2 separate regions of the Zea mays genome follow, and region 1 is linked to region 2. A link is a contact called in public Hi-C data. All regions are on one chromosome and are shown on one strand. The core of a region is the stretch at or near the end of the contact, and the rest is flanking DNA. Distances in the headings are between cores, read along the strand shown. Region 1 overlaps LOC103636860 (mechanosensitive ion channel protein 2, chloroplastic). Region 2 holds the start of LOC100281290 (interferon-related developmental regulator 2).

Region 1 (6,036 bases), core at 3,489-5,988, 330 kb before region 2:
TGATCTTGGTGGCCGCCTTGCTCGTGGTCACCCCTTGCATCTTTGGAGGTACCTCGAGGGCGATGACCTCCAGAGCATTGTGATCGTTGATGTAGTCGGTGGGGCCGATGTTCACCGCCATCCATAGGCCACTCGCCTGCAACTTCAATTTCATGACTGCCACCGATGAGTAGTTGGTCTTGGTTAGCAACGGTACTACCCGTTGCTGCCACTCTCCCTTTTTCTCGAACGTGCAGTAGAGCTGCACATCATTATATTAAGAAAGAAGACCAAAAATAGGTCAGTACAAACCTCCTTAAGAGGCGAAAGGTTATAATCCGCAATTACATGACATCAAACAAAACCTGACCCGCCAACAGATTAACGCCAAATCTTTCTAAGCCCTGATGGCCTAGCTGAGCACCACAGCCCCACATCCTCCTTGATGCACGTGAGGATATTGTGGTCGCAAGGCGAGGCCCCCTCGAAGACACATGCATTGCGATGCTTCCACAACCACCAGGCAACTAATGCAATCACCGAATTTATACCTCCTCTAAATTCCTTTGGAACTTTAGGAACAGCCAAACTCCATCATTCTTGGAAAACTACAGATCCAGGTTCAGGTGTGAGCTGCTGCAATCCTAACAAAGAAACACATTGAACCAGACTTACCTTGCAAAGACGCATCCAACCAAGAGGTGTTGAACACTTTCGTTCTCCTGCCCACAAATAGGACAGCACGCTGGATGATCCATGCCCCTGCGTGCAAGGCGGTCAGCAGTCCAGCAACGGTCAAGGGCGGCCAACCATACGAAGAATATACACCTGGGTGGTGCCCATATCTTCCATATTTGCTTGGCTGGCTCAAACTCCATCAATCTCACAAAGAAACGCTCGTAAGCCGACTTGGAAGAGTAGATACCCAACTGCATAGGGGACCAAATGAACTGACCTCTAACTCCTGGGGTGAGCTGAAAGGTGTGCAACAAATCCCAGCAAAAAAGAACTCATAAAAAGCGTCATGAGACAGGTCCCCTCATGTCATTATCCCATGAATTATTTGGCAGAGCATCCATCACTTCTCTTGTTTTGGAAATACGCTTAGGCACCATTTTAGCCAAATTAGGAGCCAGATCTGCCACCGAATAGCCCTGCAGCCATCGATCAAGCCAGAACAGGGTTGCAGCCCCATCACCAACCACAGAGCATACCGATGCAGTAAACATAGCAGCTGCGCAGGGATGTACTTGTATGTCAAAACCAGCCCATGGACGATCCGGTTGCATTTTCTTGAGCCAAAGCCATCTTAAGTTTAATGGCCAACCCAACACCTCCAGGTTATGGATACCGAGCCCACCAAACTTATGAGATCTGCAAACACGTTGCCATCCAACCATACAATGACCCCCTTTTACATCTTTTCTCCCTTTCCATAAGAACCCCCTTCTGCTTTTGTCAATGGCTTTAATAACCCACTTAGGACACTGCATAGCAATGAGATGATAAATAGGAATAGCAGTGAGGACCGCTTTGACCAAGGTAGCTCTTCCTGCTCGATGAATGAGAGCTGCTACTCCCTCATGCCTTGTTGGATCACCAAGCCGCGATCGCTATTGCTAGAGCCACTCCCTGTCTCCTAACGCGACACAGTCACAGTGGCGAGGTAGTTCGTCCACGCTGCATGGTTGCAAGCACGACCTCAACAATGATAGCGGCTCGATACCAGCTGTAGACTCCTAATCGTTGGCGTGCCTTGTCGGAGATGACAAATATGATCCCTGGAACACTCAAACGCTCACAAAAACTCAACACGAACACTAGAGGAACAAGTTTTTGGCGCTGCCAAACTACACCGCTGCTTAGTCGTATTCTAATGATCTGTACATATATACAATTACAAAAGCTCAGTCACAAATCATAGCACCAATTAGCTACCAATCAAAAATCAATTAGCTAAGAAAGAAAACTATGTAATGAGCTATCAATTAGCTAAGAACGGAAACTAACCAATCAGCTATCAATTAGTTAGGAAAGGAAACTAAACAATCAGCTTAGAAGAAAAAAAAATCTGAGCTAGATTATGCAAAAGTGGCGTCAAGCATCTAGCGTTCTATATAACAAGAGAATACCACATAAGCTAAAAGACAAGTTTTTAGCTCTAAATAAGAGTGCATGAAAACCAACTATCCATATGCCTGAACCTTGACTTGTTGTCTTTGTTGGGTTTCAACTCTAGCTTACCTTAACTTGCTTGGGGCCAAAAGACTGTTGTTGTTGCTGTAACCATTCATCCAAACAAATTTTCAGGCTTACAAGTGAAAAAACAGGAATTTGATTTACCAGTGTTTTAGCTCTAAAACGTGTCATCCAAACAGTACTTAAGGATTGTTTAGATGAGGGGGATTTCTTTATGAATAATTGGTGTTTATTGCATGTTAAAATTGAATCCTAAGGATTTGGATCCACCAAGAAGGTCTTGCATTTTCAGAGAATAATTTAATTTGTCAAAATTTCAGCACGAAATCCTTATGTTTTGATGTTTAAGTTGTTTCCTAGTCCAAATAGGTCATTAGCTTTTTCATAGAATATTTTGCATTCTCAGTTTCAGCATGAAATCCAGGCTGCGCTGTGCTTATATTTAAGTTGGACTGCTTTATGAAATGCTGGCAGTAAAGCCACCAACCTATTTTTTTGGTTTTGTTAACCATAAAAATCTTCTGATTTCTAAAAAAATCAACGCCTCGCCTAACACCTAGTATTTTGTCTAGGCATGGTGCCTACGTGCTAAGCAGTGCTACACTGCCTCGCCTAGCACCTGAGCATTTTGTCTAGGCCTTTTCCACATAGACATGTTTTGGGCTTGATGTATGCATGAAAATGGGGCAAATTGAGATGGAAGGAGTTTTTCCCCTCAAACACGCATGAGTGTATAGTTATATTAAGAAGAAAAAAGGGTATAAAGAAACCTTTACAACACATATCCACACACTCCTAAGGAGCGCGGTGAGAAATACCTCTATTTGGAAAAAATGAACTATGGTGATATTAATCATATACTGGTAACAACATTTTTTTTGTTTTGATATGCTAAATTTCCTTAATTTAGCATGTAATGAATCTGACTGTCCATAAAATGTATAAATTATAAACGTTTAGCAATTCCTGGGTGCTAGCCAGATCCCGTCTGCCTGCCTAGGGCCTATAACACTTTTTTAAACACTGAGCTGAACACTTGTTTGCGTTTGACCTGTGTCAATATCCTGCTTTCATGCATATTTACCTATTTTTATGCATTTTTTTGGAATATACGACTATCTTCCCTTCTATTGCTTTAGAGTTTTATATTGGCCACCAACTCAGTTCATTCCTTTTTGTTGTGTTTTTTGTGTGTAGATTTTCATATCCTGCTTTGTAAAGACATCACATTTTGAGGAGTATCTCAATGTCCAGGTAATGTGCCTTTACATTGATAGATATTTGTTGTGCAAGAAAGCCTTGGAACATATTATGCTGGCATTCGCCTATGGTGTCTGCTGAAAATATATGGTCTGTCACTTTGGACCCTAGTTTTCTAGCTTGTGTTCTTCAAATAAATTACTCAGGTCAGTAGGAGTGCTTATAGAGTAGAGCATTTTGACACTTTCACCCATTGGATTTCACTATGTCCAGAACTATGAGTATTTCAGTTTAGAGTTTCCTTCCATTATGGTGTTACTGTTCTGAGCAGTTGCCAGGATGATTGAAAAAAAAGCAAATTAAATCTAGCCATTCAACCGTACATAATTCCTTTCAAAGAAAAGAAAATTTTAAATAAATGGGCATAGAACTGTATGACTACTTTAGCATGTCCCAAACTCCTAATATTTGAATCTTCGCCCCAGTACATGTAGTTTTACTTGACGTCTGCCATCGAACCTTCATTATGTAACAAGGGTTTCTGAACTAATCTGGTTGCTTTTGACCTGTTGTGCATTAATAGCTTGGGACTTGCATGGTAAAACTATTCAAATTTTCATTGGAAAAGCTTAGGGTGCCATTTTGGCATGACATCCATTTAAATCGAAGAATTCCAGCTTGATTTTAGGCTGCATTTTATATAAACTAGGAAGCATCACACCATGCTAAAAAATAATTAACATGGGTTTTCTGTGTTCCAAATTACACAGGAAGCTGTTATGTTGGACCTTCTTAGAATAGTTGGGCATCACAAAGCAAGGCTTGCTACCCAAATTCGAACAGTTCAGAAATCATATGGCAATGCAGACTTCGATAACATTCCTTTTGGAGAGGACATGTATAGTCGAGTCCGTGGCCGGCCACTTCTGATTGATACATCTGCAAGGATCAGTGATGACAAACCCAGGCCTCGACCTGTATCATCACGTGAGGAGCAGAAAGTCAAGACAAATGGCTCGGTAGATATTAAGTCCAGTTCCCCTGAAAATGCTAGTTCAAGCAACTCTGAAAAGCAGGAACCGAAAAAAATGGTGCCTGAAGATACTCGGGTGAAGAACATTAAGGGTGATAATGTGATGCCAGTAACACCATCTTTAGATCCTGCTACGTCAACTTCCAAGGCTGGTAAAGGGAAGACACGGGAACCAGAGCCCACTGAGCGGCAAGGAGATGGGTCAGTCTCGGTGGCTAATCCAAAGAAAGAATCTAGACCAGTTTTTGAAGATAACATTGTTCTGGGCGTAGCCCTTGAGGGTTCCAGGAGGACACTGCCTATTGAAGAAGGAAATCCTCATCTATCACTATCTGAGACTGAGGTGGACACCGAAGAGGCGGCTTCATCACCGAAGGATAAGATAGGCCAAAGCCCAAAACTTTGAGGTCCAGAAAAAAAGCCGTTCAGAGGAATCTCGATAGGTCATCCGAGTTCAAACTGTATCCTTGTGAAGATTTGTCACCAAGCCTACCTTTTTTGTGCGCTTGTGCAAATACAATGCCACCACACATCAGTGTTGTATGCTTAAGGGGTAAATTCACACTGACGATTATTCAGGGAACATTACCTGTCAGTCGTATTGCTACAGGCTTGTAAAGAAGCAAGTGCTTCAATAGGCATTTTGTAAAGATTATATTATTGCTCATTTAAGTGGCTTCTTGCATATGCATCGGCAATTCAGCATGCGCCGTTGCAACTGTCATCTCGGTTTCCAGGTTTGGCTTACGTTAGTTTTGTTTCCAATGCCATCTGCTGCGAGCTGAAATATCATCGTCTCTTTTCCTTTTTTTTTTTTTACAAAAGACACGCTAAGTCGTGGAGACGGTGAATTCTTCCGGATGGCGTCTCATCTTGCAGACGACTAAAACGGAATACCGCGATTATCGAAAAGGAAACGGAATACCGCGCGGCGCTGAATGTACCTATCGTTGCGATGAGAATAACATCAATAAAAATGACGCAAAAGCTTATAGGTGAGACGCTCGTAGGTTTTCATTTATGCTTAAATATAGAGTATAAAATATAAAGGTACATACATTCTACTGGCTAGATGATGTGAATGCGGGTCTAGAACTAATAAATATGGTTTGAATCATCATTTATGTATAATTTTAATTTTTTATTATTTAAATGTGGAGAGCATGAAGAGATGATGAAACGAAGAAAAGGGGAAGGGGTGACAGCACAACAACCGCGGTGAGTAGAGTAGCGAAGGAAAGGGAGATTGTCAACTTTCAACTGCTATAAGGTTGTCTCCAGCAGTTTTTGTATCCCACATATTTTAAACTCTAATATATAAACAGTGCACTTTATAACATAAAGTAGTGTTTTGCACGATCTACTGGAGACAGACTAACGGTATTATAACCTCGTTGTCAACATATCTGTATATTTATGTCAACTTATGCAACCATACATTTAGAGCCATCCAAGTCGTATCCAAGACGTATCAGCATTGGAACACATTGATTTTTAAACTTCTAAATTGAGTTTACCTCTCCAAAATCCTCTGGCCGCAAACGATAATCTCTACTATTATAAATCAAAATCCTCTGGCGGCAAACAATAATCTCTACTACTATAACTCACCAGTTTTCACGGTT
Region 2 (5,832 bases), core at 1,314-3,813:
AAACATATCCATGTCAAAATTCAGCTTCCCGCGGGGCACCGGACCAGGTCCACGTGCCTTGAGTCCAGGATTCTGACTGGTAGTTTCCTTAGCTAGCCATTGGCTCGTCGATGCACGCCTACAACTAACCGTTGGAGGCAGTCTGATGCGCCACAAGACCATGAACAGTAAAGGTTCGATAAATTTTAATATTAAATTCATGAGAAACCATTGTTCATCCGTATAGGTGGTCTGGTGCATAACCGCACGGTCCGGTGTGCCATGCCGCCAAAAGACCAAGTCCTAGGCCCGTGTGTACTCACTCCAGTGTTGCCCAAAATTGCGCAGTTTTGGCTCTTTTGAGCCAAACTTCTCCAAGTATTTTTTACTATTCTTTAGAGCTTTCCTACGACTCAGACAAATATAGTTAGCATATAATCCAATTAACTAAGTGCGAGAAACTCACCTCTTTGCCATAGTTTCTCCAAGATTTGCAGTATGGTTCAAACTAAGTCCAAAATGCACTTTTTGCTACAAAATGAGTTAGAGACCAGATGCAAGTGCTAGAAACATTTAATAGACCTATACAAATTATCCAAACACTCAAACCTCTCATGTTTATATTTTTTACTCAAAGTTGCACTTTTGGCCAACAATTTAACTCATTTGGACTTAGTTCCATTAATTTGCCTTCAAGTGAACTTGTGCTCATACTCATCTCAAACTATTTAGTTCATTGTGGTGTGTTGGTCACTTAATCGCTAAAACAGGTAGAACTGGCTATCGAGCACATTTCCCTTTCACCTATACAAAGCATGGAGAAAGCATGTAAGAGATACAAATTGAAAGACAACATAATGACATTGGTTTCAAGAATGCAACATGTAGAAACACAATTGGACTTGATACCAATTTGTGTATCATTTTAATTAAAGCATGATGCTTATCTTCGAGGACTCCATTTTTCTTTGTAATGAGACTAATACACACATGACAAGCATGAAAAGAGTGTTAGTCTCAAATATACCAACTTGTAGAGTGACCTCATCCTAAAATCCTGTATACAAATTTGAAATACATGTAGGAGAAATGCACTTAGACTTTTAATGGTCAAAATATCACTTGAATGATAATGTCACATGAATATGAACATTATTTGTCTGTGATATTAGGGAAAGATGTCTACAATTTGGACTTATCACATATAAGATAAATCAAATGCAAACTAATTTTATACTGATTAAAGGTGAGCTATGTTCGATGCTCCTAAACAATTTTAATCCATGTAGGTTTGGTCCAAGGGTACGAGTGAAACTGAGCAATCAAATCATATGATTTACCTAATGTATGCATGACAATAATTTAAATGTACATATGTAGAACTAGACATAAAAAAGAACTAGATACCACTTGTGATTGTGAGAATTTAAATCTAGTTACCTAACATGGGTATGGGAATTTGGGTTCATAGTTTTCACTAACCTTCTTGGCAATGACGTGATCCAAATGATTCATCCTATGACATGCTTCCCAACATTACCAAGTTTCTAAATTCTCTAAAGTCCATCGGTGTTATCATTTCCCCTTTGGGATCCAAGCTTTCTTGGTGCTCTTCATGGTTGAAATAATCGTCTTTTGTATCCAAAATCATTTGATCCCTTTTGTGTTCGCTTGCTTATTTAATTATCTTGATGGCCGCCACCTTGTCGTTTTTCTTCTTCTTCAAAAGATAAGGTGTGGTGGTCTTGCCGAACTTCGAAAAGGTTGAGACATCGAGGTGTATCTCTTATGTATTGACAGGTTATATGGACGACATCTATTGTCTTTTGTGGGGTTATTGTGTAGCCCTCTATAAAGTTTATTTTGTCGATGTTATAAGATTTGTGCTTCTATATACATACTAAAGTTTGAACAAATACTCGTGGAAGATCGAGATCCAAGTGATATGCTTGTCAATGATCAATGTAAGGTTCATATTTACATCTTTGTATAAAATGTCTTTGTACAAAACAAATGCATTCCTTGCTACTAACCAAATGTATTATCCTTGGGTAAGTCTTCTGAAATACAATTGAGTACTCGTCCTGTGATTGTTTAAGTTTTAAAGGTACTTGAATATCCTAGATCCACCCGCTACATATACTTATGGTTTCTAGGATACTAGATTTGTTTGCTAGAGAACAACAACACAAAGGGAGTAAACAATTATTTTGATAGATAGATAGATAGATATTATGTTTGTAATAGATAGATTGATAGATATTAAAATTTGTTTTAGTTAATTAATAAGTTTATACAATATTTGATGTATGTATTTTATATATTCATCTTCATCTATATCTATATAAATATATCTAAAAATTAAGAATTAAAACGACTAATATTTTAGGACAGAGAAAATATTATGTTTGTAATCGTAAGTTACGGTTGAAATTTGGACTTGCAAGCAAATTGAATGAGATGGCAGCAAGCCCGTTCCAGCGAGGGCGAGCGGCGTGAACCACGATTTGCACGCGGCTGGACCGCTGGTTGGCAGGTCTCTGTTCCTGTGGCGGGACGGACGACTCTGCTGCTTCTCGTTGACAAATCACAAGGAAAACAAGGGGGGAAGAAAAACAAGCCAGAAAAGTCTCCTCTTCCTTGCTCCGTTCATCCGCCCCTCACCGTCGCCCAATCTCACATGGCTCGGCGTCTCCACGGCCAATCCGACCTCAACGACGGCGCGCGCCTCCGTTTCTCCACCTCCAACTCCAGCTCCAGCTCTTCCTCCCGGTTCCTCCTCGCCGCCCCCTCCGACGACGCCTCCCTCTGTCGGATCCACCGCTGACCGCGCGCCGCTACGCCTGCGCCTGATCACCGGCTGGTTCTTGGCCTCTTCGCTTCCTGGACCGCCCAGACGTCTCCATGGGCAAGAGTGCGCATCGCCCCGTCCAATTCCTGATTGGTTGATTGTTTACTGTTTGGTTGCTGATTTTGGTGTCATTTGTCTTAGGTAAGAGGAACAAGGGCGGTCGAGGTGGTGGTGGTGCCGATGACAAGCTTGACGGTGGTGGCGATGCCGATAGCGTGACCTCCATGTCCAGTGGGCTGTCTGACCTTCAGTTCGCGCAGGCCACAGAGCATATTAGCTCGCAGGAATTCGTTCTTGACAAGTACGTCGACGCTCTCTATGAGAAGAGGTGGGTGCCTGGGTGGTCCTATTCGTAGTCTAGCACCTTGCTGGTTGCTATGGCTGTCTGTTAGTCAGGTTTGTGCCAGTAGTTGATTGTTTGGATGTGCAGACTGTTAATGTTCATGCTTGCTTGGTTAGCAACTTATTCATGTTGTTGCTGAAACGTCAAACAATGCACAACAACTTACTTCGGAAGTGACCGCTTCATATATATTGACAACACAACTGATAGCCGCTACAGTACATTTTCTCCTGGCACTAACTCCACACATTGCCTAGTTTTTCAGTCGACGATCCTAGCAATGTGTGTTAGGGGGTAGAAAACATCCTTTACTCCCTTTGTTCTCGTGCCAAGTTTTCTCTTGTCTTGCGCGAAATTCGGTAGTGTGGCAAGGTTTGGAGTCATTTGAGTATTACATTTCTACATGCTGGAATAGGCCTCATGCAACTATCTGTACCTTACCTTTATGCTTTCACAATTACAGAACTGGCTTTTGTTTTTTTATAGGTGTTATGAATTGTCAGGATAAGTGACCACATATGACTTATGAGACATCTAGGAGTATCTCACATTTGGTGTAAATTTTAAGTTAATGTATTTTCTTGTTCACTAAAGTTGATCTTCGATGCTGGTTCAAGAATAGCGGAAGTTGCATCTTTACTTGCCTTTAAATCTGATCCCTTATGCTGGTTGACAAATGGTGGAAATGCATATATGTTCTCTTCTATTTAGTTATATGTTATGTTTAGAATATTTAAAGTTTTAACAGGTAAACATGCTACATATCCTTTCCCTTGTAATAGCCAACTATATTTTTCTTTGTAGCAAATGGAACGGCTTCATGTCTCATTTACTCCATCTGTCAAATAGTTGTCACATTTACTCAACTTGTTGGCTGCAATCTGCTGTTTATCTTGATATATCCTTGAAAGTTGATAGTACAGAACCAAAGCATATTAAGGCATACTGCTATTCTTTGTCATTCATGTTTCAAACACACTTGATATGCATATCTCTACATTTTGTTTAAATGCTCACAGATGTTGGACTTGATCGAGTCCTTGCCATATTTGTTTAAGATTGATGAACTAATATCCATTGACCATGACATCAATGTTCCCTAGAGTAAATGCATCAAAAGTCGGAAGGAATGGACTTTCAGTAGTTCTATTTGATGCTTATAGTATACTGAAGGTTTCGTTTGTTCTCATCTCTCTGATGTTTTTTCTTTCATTCTCAACAACCTACATTCACTTTATCACTTAACAAGGCACTTTTTCTTGAGAATAATAAAATGTACTCCTTTCACTATCATCACAAAGTGTTGCTTGTGGGCTTTCTTTTTGTAATATCCGCCTGATGTTGATCAGAATTTACCAATTGGTGATTTGAATGACCAAATAACATTACTAAACACTTTGTTACTGTAACATACATGGCTGATGCAGGGGATCCACAAGAGAGGAAGCATTGGGCTCTCTTACCGATGCTTTTGAAAGTTTTGTGCTTCTTGGTTTAGTGGAAAACAAGTAAGTTATTATGATTCTTTAATGGTGTCTTAAAATTGTATATAACTAGACCAGTCAAAAGATGGATATATTATGTCGTGCACACCCGTGGGTGTGTAAGTTGTAACCTCATCAATGCAGTTATCTCTGTTTTTTTTTTTAAAAAAATAGTGGGCTTACATATATGCATGAGTGGACAAAATCATAGTTTGCTTGGGAAAGGGGATCCTTATTTAAGTTAACTTTAACTGATGTATTCTTTTCCTCTTTAAAGATATGTCACACTATTGAGCCAGTTCATCAATTCAATTAAAAGGGGATCTGTAAAAGAGGTGTGTCTGGCTTGTCGCTGCATTGGTTAGTATTCTTCTCCATAATCATTTTCTTTTTTTTTCTCGAATACGCAGGAGAGCTGCGTATCATTATATTAAGTAGAAAAGGATGGGGTGAGGTGTTAAAGAACCTCATACAACTCTACACACCACCCAACAAAAGAAAATGAGCAGGAGCACCAGTACACTAAGCATACTAGAGACCAACTCCTCAAATAGTATGCCGAGGTAAAAGGATATCAGATAATCCGCGAGCCCCAGCCCTACACCAAAGATGAGACTCAGCCATGACCCAATTTATGACCTTGCTAGCCCTAGGCTGCTCTCCGTTGAAGACACATTGATTGCGATGAATCCAAATGGCCCAAGCTCCTAAAATGATAAGGGAGTTCAGCCCCTTGCGCAACTTCTTATCGGAGTGGCTAATAAGGGTCATGCTTACATTCTCCCACCAATCATCAAAGGAAGAAGAATCGAGACTGGGAGAGAGGTGCTGCAAACCGACTGTTTTCAGGATATTAAACCAGACTTCCCTTGAGAAGACACAGGAAACTAGCAGATGATTCATAGTTTCTTCCTCCTGGTCACATAACAGACAACTTTGAGGATGAGGCAGGCCTCTCCTTGCCAGCCGGTCAGCGGTCCAGCAGCGGCCGTGCGCCACCAGCCACATGAAGAATTTACATTTTCCAGGAGCCCAACTCTTCCAAATCCTCCTCCATGACCTAAAGGTTGTTGAGCCAATAAAGAAACCATCATAAGCCGACTTGGCGGTATAATTTCCTGAACTAGAGAGCAGCCATAAGTGCTTATCTTCCTGTTCCGGGTGCAAAATCCAGC

The links. A called contact is a pair of places that touch in the nucleus more often than the background predicts.
Region 1: a Hi-C map of leaf shows a contact between it and region 2, with 4 times the contacts expected there. The contact joins the enhancer-like site here to the promoter of LOC100281290 in region 2. A contact is called at or near these places in 5 of 25 Hi-C or Micro-C datasets (bundle sheath, ear, leaf and 2 more).

What each region holds. Positions count from the first base shown.
Region 1 is chr1:78,306,608-78,312,643 of Zm-B73-REFERENCE-NAM-5.0, reverse strand. LOC103636860 (mechanosensitive ion channel protein 2, chloroplastic) reads left to right here. Exons shown (of 15, transcript XM_008659179.3): 14 at 3,376-3,432; 15 at 4,149-5,135. The coding sequence ends at 4,817. Among protein-coding and RNA genes, the nearest start is that of LOC103636860, 21 kb to the left of the region's middle. Within about 2 kb of position 4,738, at least 8 of the 20 cell types and tissues checked have an H3K27ac peak or open chromatin away from gene starts, as enhancers often do. A contact at or near this core is called in bundle sheath and leaf, where this site is marked.
Region 2 is chr1:77,973,159-77,978,990 of Zm-B73-REFERENCE-NAM-5.0, reverse strand. It overlaps LOC100281290 (interferon-related developmental regulator 2), which reads left to right and starts at 2,563. Exons shown (of 13, transcript NM_001154208.1): 1 at 2,563-2,893; 2 at 2,972-3,158; 3 at 4,601-4,681; 4 at 4,935-5,017. The coding sequence starts at 2,884.